2 separate regions of the Ovis aries genome follow, and region 1 is linked to region 2. The links are chromatin contacts, called in public Hi-C maps. All regions are on one chromosome and are shown on one strand. Each heading gives the region's core, a stretch centred on a gene start, on an enhancer-like site or on the middle of the called end of the contact. The rest is flanking DNA. Distances are from core to core; before and after follow the strand shown. Region 1 overlaps ITGB2 (integrin subunit beta 2). Region 2 holds the start of SUMO3 (small ubiquitin like modifier 3).

Region 1 (5,252 bases), core at 948-3,447, 77 kb after region 2:
GCCCGCGCCCGCGCCCCCGCCCCGCGCCCGGGGCCGGGCAGTGGTTCTCCCCACCCGCAAGGAGGTGCGAGACCGGCAGGGCGGCGGACACTCACGCGAAGCCAGCGCAGGGCACGGGGCAGCCCGGGCAGTCGATGCACAGGGGCGGCTGGTAGCCGGGGTCGCACTGGCACACGTTGCAGCGGCATCGGCCGCGGCCGCTGCACTCGACGCCGTCCAGGTTGAGGCAGCCCTGAGTGGACTTGAGGCACTGGCACGCCGAGCCCTCATGCTGGTCGTTGCACCTGCAGGTGCCGCAGAAGCAGAGCCCCCTCTCTGGAAGACAGCGCGGCCGCGGACTCAGTCCCGCCCCAGCCCCCGCCCTGGCCAAAGCCCCCGGCCCCACGCGGCCGAGGCTCTTCCCGCGGCCCCCCAGCGCTCACTGTCGCCCCCGCAGACTTGGCCGTCGTAGCGCTCGCAGTTGACGTTGTCGCACTCGCAGAACTGGCCGTAGATCTTCTTGTTGGGCACGTCGCTCGTGTGGCACACGCACTGCCCGCAGATGCAGTCCCCCAGCCCCGAGCAGATGATGGAGCTGTTGTCCTTGCGGCAGCTGCCCTCCAGCTCCTGGCTGCTCCGGCCGTGCGTCTGGCACTCGCAGTTCTTCCCGATGTAGCCGGCGTCGCACCTGCGAGAACGCGGGGTCAGAGGCCCCCGGGGCGCACCCTGCTTCCGCGCGCCGGCGCCGGGGGCGGGGCGGGGCGCGGCCTCACCTGCAGACGCCGCACTCCATCGAGCCTCTGCCACCGCAGACGCTGCGGTCCCTGCTGGCTTCCCGGCATTGGCACTCGCACTGGGGAAGGACCCGCACGGTCACCGTGTCCGTGAAGCCCAGCGCCCGGATGGTGAAGGACTGCTCCTGGATGCACTCGGTGGCTGTGACCTTCACCTGGAAGGTGATCTGTCATGGGAACGTAGAGCTCCGGTGAGCACGGGACCCCAGGGTCATGACCCTACTCTGATCTCCTCTGGGCAGCATGGACAAGGGCACAGCCTAGAAGAGGAAGGGCCACCGCCCTCTGCTGCCAGGCTGGTGGAGTGGATCGAGGTGGGAGAGGGGAAGGACAGGGACATTCCAGGTGGCTCCAGGGCTCAGGAAGGGAGATGAGGGAGAAGATGACAGCTGGAAACTCAGAGATGCTGAAACATGCGCCCCCACGCAGCTCCCCCCCCACGCCCCCACCATCCTCAGGTGCCCTGGACTTGCAGGGAGGTCTCTTTAGAATTCTTTTAATCACTCATCTCTTAAAGGGATTTTAAAGTGACTTTGTATTAATAAATGATGTCTATTTTCTCCAGGTATTTTGTCCTGAAGCCCGGAGGCTAAGATGTCAGAATACCATAGGAAGTCCCAGATTCTGCCTGTGAGGGTGTATCTTGAGCCTGAATGCCCCAGGAGAACTGAGCCGGCAGCACAGAGTCCCCCCACCTACACTGCTCTGCTGCTCAGCCCTCAGGGAGCTTCAGGGAGCACCTCCTCAGCCTCACTGCCGGTCAACAGTAAGTGAGTCTCCACCCAGTACATGAAGTCAGAGCGGAAGCATCAGGGAGGAATCAGGCAATCAACACTGAGTGCATTCGGGTATGGATCCCCCAGTAAGAGGGGCAGAGATTTCAGTCAAAATTCACATGCATTTAGTAAGGCACATATTTGAAAGAATTTCAATGTCATTCAGAAATAAAAGCAAGTATTTTGCTGAATATTAATTCAAAGCTGGTGAAAGGAAATGATTAATCATTCCTGGTCATGGCAAATTTAAACTATTAGAGAAATAACTCACTGCCTGCTTGTAATCATCTGTGTGGCCCCTGCTTTAATGTCTTTGTCAAAAAACAAGAATACAGGGACTTCCCTGGTGGTCCAGGGGTTGAGAACCTGCCTTCCAATGCAGGGGACTTGGGGTTCCACCCCAGGCTGGGGAACTAAGATCCCACATGCCAAGGGGCAACTAAGCCCCTCACCACAACTGGAGAGCCCACGTGACACAATGAAGACCTGATGCAGCCAAATAAATTCATAACAATAATAACAATAAACAAAACCACAAAATCAGGAAAATCAAACCAAAGCAGATGCCCAGAGGGGAAGGAATGCCCTTTTTAGGTGTGTGGGGCTATGCCCAGCATCTGCCACCAGGGGGCGCTGCAGTCCTCACAGTCAGGGGTCTGTCCCCATCAGGCCACAGCGTGTGTGGATCTTAAAGGGAAGGAACTGGACCGGAGGTGGACAGGCCCAACCTCTAGCTGATCCCCGGTAGGCCGTTGGCCAGGGCACACCCTCTTGCTGTCCCAGGGGAGCCCCTTCCAGAGGCTGGGAGGGAGCCTCACCGGGACGTTGATCTGGACGCCGTCGCAGTCCCCTCTGGGCTGGTCCACCTGCGACACCCCGTTACTGCAGAAGGAGTCGTAGGCGACTTTCAGGGTGTCAGGGAGGGTGTTGTGATCCAGGAATACTCTGGAGGACAGTTTCTGTGGGGAGACAGTAGCACCATCAGACCCATCTTCCAGGCCACGGCTGGCATGCCTCTAACCTCCCCCACCACCCACCACGCATCCATGGAGAGCTCTGTGGGTGCCAGGTTACCCATGTCATGCCCCTCAAGACAGGCCAGTGGCGGCTACGGACGTGGAGACGGGTCCCAGCCCCCCATGAGAACAGAAGCTCAACTGCCCACTCACCACTGAAACCCCAGTGCCTGGCACAGGGCAGGAGCTGGAAAAACTGTTTACGTGAATGAGAGAGAGACAGACACAGAGAGAGATAAACAGAGAGACACAGAGGTAGACACAGAAAGGTGAGACAGCCCCTCCCAGGCAGCATCTGGAGTTTGGGAGGGCCTGCTGGGGCTTAGGGCTCCAACAGGGCAGGAGCAGCAGATGGAGCTCCTCTCGGGGGCTCCGACTTCACCCAGTGGGGCCAGCGCTTCCTGGTGTGCCCAGCGAGCTGTGCCCGAGGCCCTCAGGCCCTGCGGCTGTAAGAGGGCTTGGCGCTCATGTTCCAGCCAAGTGCAGGAGGGCCTGGGGTGGCACCTACCGTGCCATTAACCAGGGAGGACATTGCTGCCCAGGGGAGGTGCCCGAGTGTGGCCCAGACAAGGCCGGCGCTCTCCGCACCAGACCACCCTCCTCTTAACCTGCGGTGGGGACCCCGTCTTCGCTGACTGCCTGGGGACTCACATTGTAGGCACTCTTGATAAGCTCCACCACGTTCTTGGAATCTTCAGACAGCTCCCCGACTGCAGACTTGGGGATGATTTCTGTCAGCTTCTGTCGGGGCAGAACACAGGTGGTCGTGGCCAGAACCATGGGGCTGAAGGCGCCGCAGGGCCCACCCGGTTCTCTCACAGCCCTGAGGGTCTCCTTCCTGCTGGTGAGATGGCCCAGACAACCCACCCCCCCTCCCCGCCCCCGCCGACTTCTCACTGTGCGCATGGTCAGCGCTGTGCGGGCAGACACTGACTTGGTAAAACTACTTCCCCCTGGGTATTTCAAGCTGGTCACTGAAAGCAGAGCCAGGAAGACGTGCCGCAGCTAGGGGCCCGTCCCACCTCGCAGATGTGACAGGCACAAACAAACCAAGGGCACAGGTCATCGTAAAATGTGGCATAAAGTCAGGAAGCGAAATGTACCGAGCGTGTGAACGAGCCAATTTCGACAATGGCTGCGTTAGGCAACAGCATGCCGGTTGACTCTGGCAGACAGGGCCACACGCAGTCCAGGTACTGCTCTGTGTAGGCAGGCCGGAGCACTGGGTCATGCAGGCAAGCCTGGGGCCAGCCTCCAGCACCATCTGTGCCCTCTGCCGCCGCCGCCTCCCCCCCGCTTAGCGTATCTTTCACAAGAAATTGCACCATCACTTTATCTTGCAGAGCGGAGGGCTGGGCCATGTCCCTGCCCCCAACCCTGCTCTGATGCCCTGGAATGGAGTCCAGTCCCCTCCGTTTGTGGCTCACGAGGACCATCACAACCTGGCCACCCACCTTGGGCCTCCATCACCGAGCGGGTGATGCTCCTAGCTCCTAGCTCAGGACCCCGCTGGGGCTTGGGAAGTCCCCCCAGACACCTGCTCTCCACTCAGAGCAGAAACATGTACTGAGGGTCCTGCGTAAACTGTCCACACAGACCCTGGACCTCGTAGAACCCCCGGGAGCCCCAGGAATGGGGGCAGGAAGCTGAAGCTCAGCGAGGCCTGCGACTGCCCGGGGCCTCGCCCTTGCTGTCGGGGAGCAGGGTCCAGGGCCCGTGTATTCCATCTCCGGCTCCTGCCCTCTCTCTCACACTGCCTTCAGGGATATGAGTCCTGCTCCTCAAAGCAAAGTGCTGGGACCCATACTGCCGCTCGGTGAGGAGAGACTGCCGCGCCCGGTAATACAGTTGGGGACACCTGCCGGCACTCAGGCAACTTGTGCGGGCGGTGGTCTCTCAGCTGCACCCAGCCATCAGCCCTGCACTGTCCCTGTGGCTTGGCCAGCTCTCACCACCCGCCCCTGGCCACTTGTCCCTCCTCCCTCGGCGTCCCCTGCATCCTGTGCCCGAGGTGGGGCCCCCAATGCTGACAGCGAGTGTGGCTGGTCCCACCATCAGGCCTGCAAATGTCCCACACAGGCACAGCAGGTCACAGGCAAGAGGAAGGAGCCTGGGACTTAGGGGAGGAGGGGGCCAGGAGGTGCCCCCAGCCCATTGCAGCCAGAGAGCCTGCCACGCTGAGCCCAGCAGACGAAAACACAAGACAGCAAGTAAAACAGCCCTCCAGTGACGGGCAGAGGGGAGAAGTGCTGATGTGCAAATGTACGTGGACACAAAACTTTTCCTGATGTGAAGGATGGGACCTGCAGACTCAAAGGGTTTGCTATGTTGTAGCAAAAACACGATCACTGAGCCACAGGGACCTGTCAGCTCCTCCACAGTGCTCACTGCCTGGGGCGCCCACATGGCCTCGGCCAGCACACCCAGTGCAGAAGCAGCCCTCAGTGTGATCACCCCAGATTTAGTCACTCTTCAGCTGCAACACCTTGTCCTGCCGGGTTGCTCAAGCCCACTTACCTCGTACGTTTTCACCATCTTCTTGGTTACCGCGAAGATGGGCTGGATGTTGCTTTCTGCCAGTTTGTGTGCCAGCTGGCCCACCGATGGGTAGTCCTAGAGAGGAGACCCCCGGTTAGATGGCCCTGAGGCTGGGTACAAGCCATCCAGGCTACCCGACAGCTCCTCCA
Region 2 (4,630 bases), core at 2,013-4,512:
CCTTCCCCACTGCTCCCCTGTCCAAGCCCTGGGACCTGCTCCCCGCCACATGGAGGAGAAAGGAAAGGAGGCCCCTGGAGCCAGAGTAGGGGAGCTCAGATTGGCTCTGAGAAGTGGTCCCAGTAGGCAAGACTCTAGCAACAAGCCCCCATCTGATGAAGCTGGGGGGTCCCAAAATCAGCACCTCACCACTCCCCAGAAACCAAGGATGCTTTTGCTTTTTCATCTTTTCAAATAAAGGTTTTATTTTTTAAAAATCCCACATTTCCAAAAAAGTTGCCACGCAGAGGCAGAGTGCTCCTACACGCCCCACTGGGTCTCCTTGGTGTTAGCATCTCACGCGCTACAGTGTGCCTCCTGCCCAAGAACGCAACGCTAGCACACCGCTAGCGACAGAACTGCAAGCTTTTTCGTATTTCACCAGTTTTTCCACTAATACTCTTTCTGTTTTGTATTTCACAATTTTTCTCCACTAATACCATTTTTCTGTTCCAGAATCCAATCCAGGGTACCTCCTTGCATTTACAGATATGATTTCCTATCCATTTATTCTTTTATTTCTTTGCTGCTTATTCACTGTGTTAAAATACACATAAAATTTACCACCTCAGCCATTTTTAAGTGTACAATTTATAGTATAAAATACAACCACCGCCACCATCCATCTCTACAACTCTTTTCATCTTATAAAACTGAAACTCTGTCCCCATTAAACCCTCACTCGTCCTCCCCCAGCCACTGGCAACCACCATTCTTCCGCTTCCATGAATCTGACTCCTCTAGGGACCTCCTCTAAGTGGAATTTCGGTATATGTCCTCTTGTGACTGCCTTACATCAATCAGCATAATAATGTCTTCCAGGTTCATCCCTGATGTAGCAAGGGTCGAGATTTCCTTCCTTTTTAAGCCTGAATAGACCAGGCCTGCCTGGTGGCTCAGGTGGTAAAGAATCTGCCTGCAATGCAGAAGACCTGGGTTCAGTTCCTGGGTTGGGAAGATCCCCTGGAAATGGAAATGGCTCCCACTCCAGTTATTCTTGCCTGGAGAATTCCATGGACGAGGAGCCTGGCGGGCTATAGTCTGTGGGTCCACAGAGCTGGACATCACTGAGCCAGTAACACTTTCACCCAGCAGTAGAGCTGCTGGATCATATGGAAATTCTGCTTTTAATTCTTTGAGGAACTTCCATTCTCTCTTCCATGGCAGCTGCATCATTTGACATTCCCACCAACAATTCCAACTTCTCCGCACCCTCTCCAGCACTTGCTGCTCTCTGTTTTGATTTTTAAAGGAGCCATCCTAATGGGCATCAGGCAGCATCTCGTCGTAGTTCTGTTTGCATTCCCCTGATCAGTGATATCAAGCATCATTCCATGAGCTTCTTGGCTATTTGTATGTCTTCTCTGGAGAAATGTCTATTCAGGTTTTTTTGATCATTATTTTAATGAGGTCAGTTATTTTCTTGTTGAGTTTTAGGAGTTCTCTATATAGTCTAAATATTGATCCTTTACGAGATATGCAATGTAGAAGGAAAATCAAAAGGGAGTCGGTGTTGCTCAGAGAGCCCCTCAGACAGAACCCAGAGACCACTGAGGACGGGACTCACGCTCATCTCAACCAGGATGGAGTTTGACCTGTGACCACATCCTATCCTGACGAAGCATCCAGGATACCTGCCCAAAACTCGAGACGCCTGTGGGACCCTGACCCTGAAACAACGCGTGACAGCCACCCCTTCGGGACACACATTTCTTTTATGTCAGAGTTCAGCCTTGTGGCTCTTGCCTTTGTAAGCCCCTGATTCTTTCTCTTACCCAGAAAGCTCTTTGGTTTACCCAAATCTGTGTCTCCCAAATCACAATTCCTAACACCCCAAATTACTTTCTTATTGGCAGTCTTCTGTGGGTTTCCTTGAGTTGATAGTGGTTTGAAGATATCATCTCTTTTCTGTGGTTGCATTTTTACCGTTCTTTTATCAGTGTCTTTTGATGTATAAAATTTTTAAATTTTCATAAGTCGTTTTTACCCAAAGGATCAGTATTGGGCGTATTTCACTATCTCACTGCATTTAAACTCAGGAAGAGGAGACCACCTAGAGAGCATAAGGAAAGGCAGTTACATCTGCTCCCACCCCCACCGGAAAAGCAAAGGCAGCTCCGAGGAGGCTCCAGGGCGGAAAGGGCCGCATCCATCGGGGCCCCACCGTGGGATCCCGTCCAGGGGCTCCGTGCAGGCGCACCCAGCCCGGCTCTGCCTCCCGTACGCACTAGGGTGCGATCTCCAAGCAACAGCAGCGGGGTAAGAGGCTGCGCGCAGAGCAAGAGTGCAGACGAAAAGCTCCAGAAACCCATTTCCAAGACTAATGTTCATGACCGCGGACCTTCGCGAGGACTGCCGGCCAGGGCACCAGACTGCAGAGCGCACACTCGGCAGCGGCGACGCGGGATGGGCGCACACCCAAGGGGCCGCAGTGGACCCAGACAAGTCAGGCCTCTCGGAGCCCCTGCCCAGCCTGCGCCCTCTCGGCGCTCCGCAGCGAGGACTAAGGAGGGGACCGAGGACTAAGGAGGGGACCACGCGCACGCGGGGCAGTAGAGCCCAGGCTGGCCGGTCCCCGTGAGGGGCATAGTTAGGGAGGGACCTGGCGAAGGAAGAGGTCTTGGGAAGGAACGGCCCCAGACAGGGTTTGGGGACGCGGGCGATGTTGGCGGATGAAGAGGCTCCAGACTAGAAGCTCTGGCTCTACCAGACTCGGGCCAACGGGGCGGGGCTCCCCGCACGGCGGGCCGGGTTGGAGCCGAGGGGTGGAGTTCGAACAGTGGACGCAGAAGCTGGGCGGAGTCGGAACGCGAGGGCGGAGTCTGGGTAGGGGCGGTGCCTGGAAGGGGCGGGGTCTGGGTAGGGGCGGGGCCTGGAAGGAGGGCGGGGCGCGAGACCGGGCGGGGGGAGGGGAACCGAGCGGGGCACGGCGGCGTGGGGGAGGGGTGAAGGGAGAAGGGGGGAGGGGAGGCCCAGCGGCGCGGCTCGGCACGGGTCCCAGCGGCCGGCGGCGGAGGGCGGCGGGGCCCCGAGCGCGGGCGCGGGGGCGGCGCGGGCGTGGGGGCTGAGTCCGGCCCGACCCCCACCCGCCGGCCCTTACCTTGGGCTTCTCCTCGGACATGGCTGCGCTCGGAGGGCAGCGGGACGGCAGGCAGCCCCAGGCGAGCGACTCACGCTCTCGGCCCGCCGCTCTCCCGCCGCAACTGCTCGCGGGGCCGCGCTTTGCCCCCAAATCCCTGCGCGCAGGTTGGCCGGCGAGGGTCACGTGGCAGTCGCGCGTGCACGAGGCGCGCTCCCGGCCGTCGGGCGCGTGCCCGGCCGACCAGGGTTCCTGGCTGTTGGAAATGCGTCACCGGGCGGGTCCTGCGCGGTCAGGCGTCTGGCCTTCGGGGGTGCTCCGGGCAGCGAGGCCTGGGGCCGCTGGAGGAGTAGGGGTGCGCTGCGACTCGGGGAGCGCACAGAGCAGCTAGGGTCGAGGTCAGGGGCGGTGCATAGGGCAGCTGGGGTGGCGTGGGGTAAGCTGTGGGGCAGGGGGCGCTGGGACTCAGAGGTGCCCGGGGCCGCGAGGGCCCGGGGAGCCGCTGGAAGGCGCGCGGGGACCCCGAGGGGGCGCACTGGGACCCCCAAGGGTGCACAGAGATCCAAGCCATGAGGCCTGACACCCGATCTTGTAGCCTGAGAATGGCCGGTTCACCTCTTCAGTCCCCGTCTCCCAAACTGGCCACTCACCTACCGCAGCTCCACCAGCCAAACCCCATTGCACTCACTGACTCCCGTATAGTGCGTGCCTTTCTCAGAAGGAAACAAGGAAAATAAAGCCAGCCAGGAGAACCACCTCCACAGTGGCCCCAGGAGACCTGAGTGAAAGAGCTGCTCTGGAAGGGACCCAACGCTACTAGGAAAAGCCAGCTAACCTCCACTGAGGAGCCGAAGGTCAGGTCATGAGGAAGTGGGAGTGAGGAAGAATGCCTACCAGGCCGACCCACCTGGCAGCTCCGTCCACAAAGGACATATGGTGTGTTCATTCAGCAAGGCCACGCAGGCTCCAAAGTCCGCTGCCTCCACCCTGAGCTTCGGGTGAACAGAGGCATCAAGAGGCCTTTCTAAGAGGGCCTCGGGGTGGTGGAAAGTCTCTAGTTCCACCCACTTTGCGATCTGTGCTCCCTGAATGTGTGTGGCTCCTTCCTCTCCCCTTGTCCAGCCCTCTTCAGGGTCCTTCTGAGCCTGGCCAGTGGAAGCTGAGCACCTGGGGAGACAGTGATCTAGCCCATTGGGTTTAGCGCATTTCCTGTCAATATCGAAAGACCGTAAAGCCAAGTTTTCATGGACCTTAATCTAACCGTTTTTGACTCTTAAAAATTCACTTTTTGGGACTTCCCTGGTGGTCCAGTGGTTAAGAGTCTGCCTTGCAATGCAGGCAATGCTGATTGCTGGGTTGGGGAAACTTAAGATCCTATTGGATATGAGCCTGCATGAGGTGCCAGGAAAGCTCCCGAGTGATGCAAAGAAGATGCGCCACAACTAAGACCTGAAGCAGCCGAAATAATATTTTTTAATTATTTGAGAAAAGAGAACACTGACAAAACATTGT

The links. A called contact is a pair of places that touch in the nucleus more often than the background predicts.
Region 1: a Hi-C map of liver shows a contact between it and region 2, with 2.3 times the contacts expected there. The contact joins the enhancer-like site here to the promoter of SUMO3 in region 2. A contact is called at or near these places in 7 of 16 Hi-C or Micro-C datasets (blood, hypothalamus, liver and 3 more).

Annotation. Positions count from the first base shown.
Region 1 is chr1:265,477,849-265,483,100 of ARS-UI_Ramb_v3.0, forward strand. It overlaps ITGB2 (integrin subunit beta 2), which reads right to left. Exons shown (of 16, transcript NM_001009485.1): 8 at 5,083-5,178; 9 at 3,217-3,306; 10 at 2,368-2,508; 11 at 753-940; 12 at 423-667; 13 at 96-315. Among named protein-coding and RNA genes, the nearest start is that of ITGB2, 26 kb to the right of the region's middle. Within about 2 kb of position 2,198, at least 6 of the 54 cell types and tissues checked have an H3K27ac peak or open chromatin away from gene starts, as enhancers often do. A contact at or near this core is called in hypothalamus and liver, where this site is marked.
Region 2 is chr1:265,399,360-265,403,989 of ARS-UI_Ramb_v3.0, forward strand. It overlaps SUMO3 (small ubiquitin like modifier 3), which reads right to left and starts at 3,263. Exons shown (of 3, transcript XM_060406248.1): 1 at 3,140-3,263. The coding sequence starts at 3,160.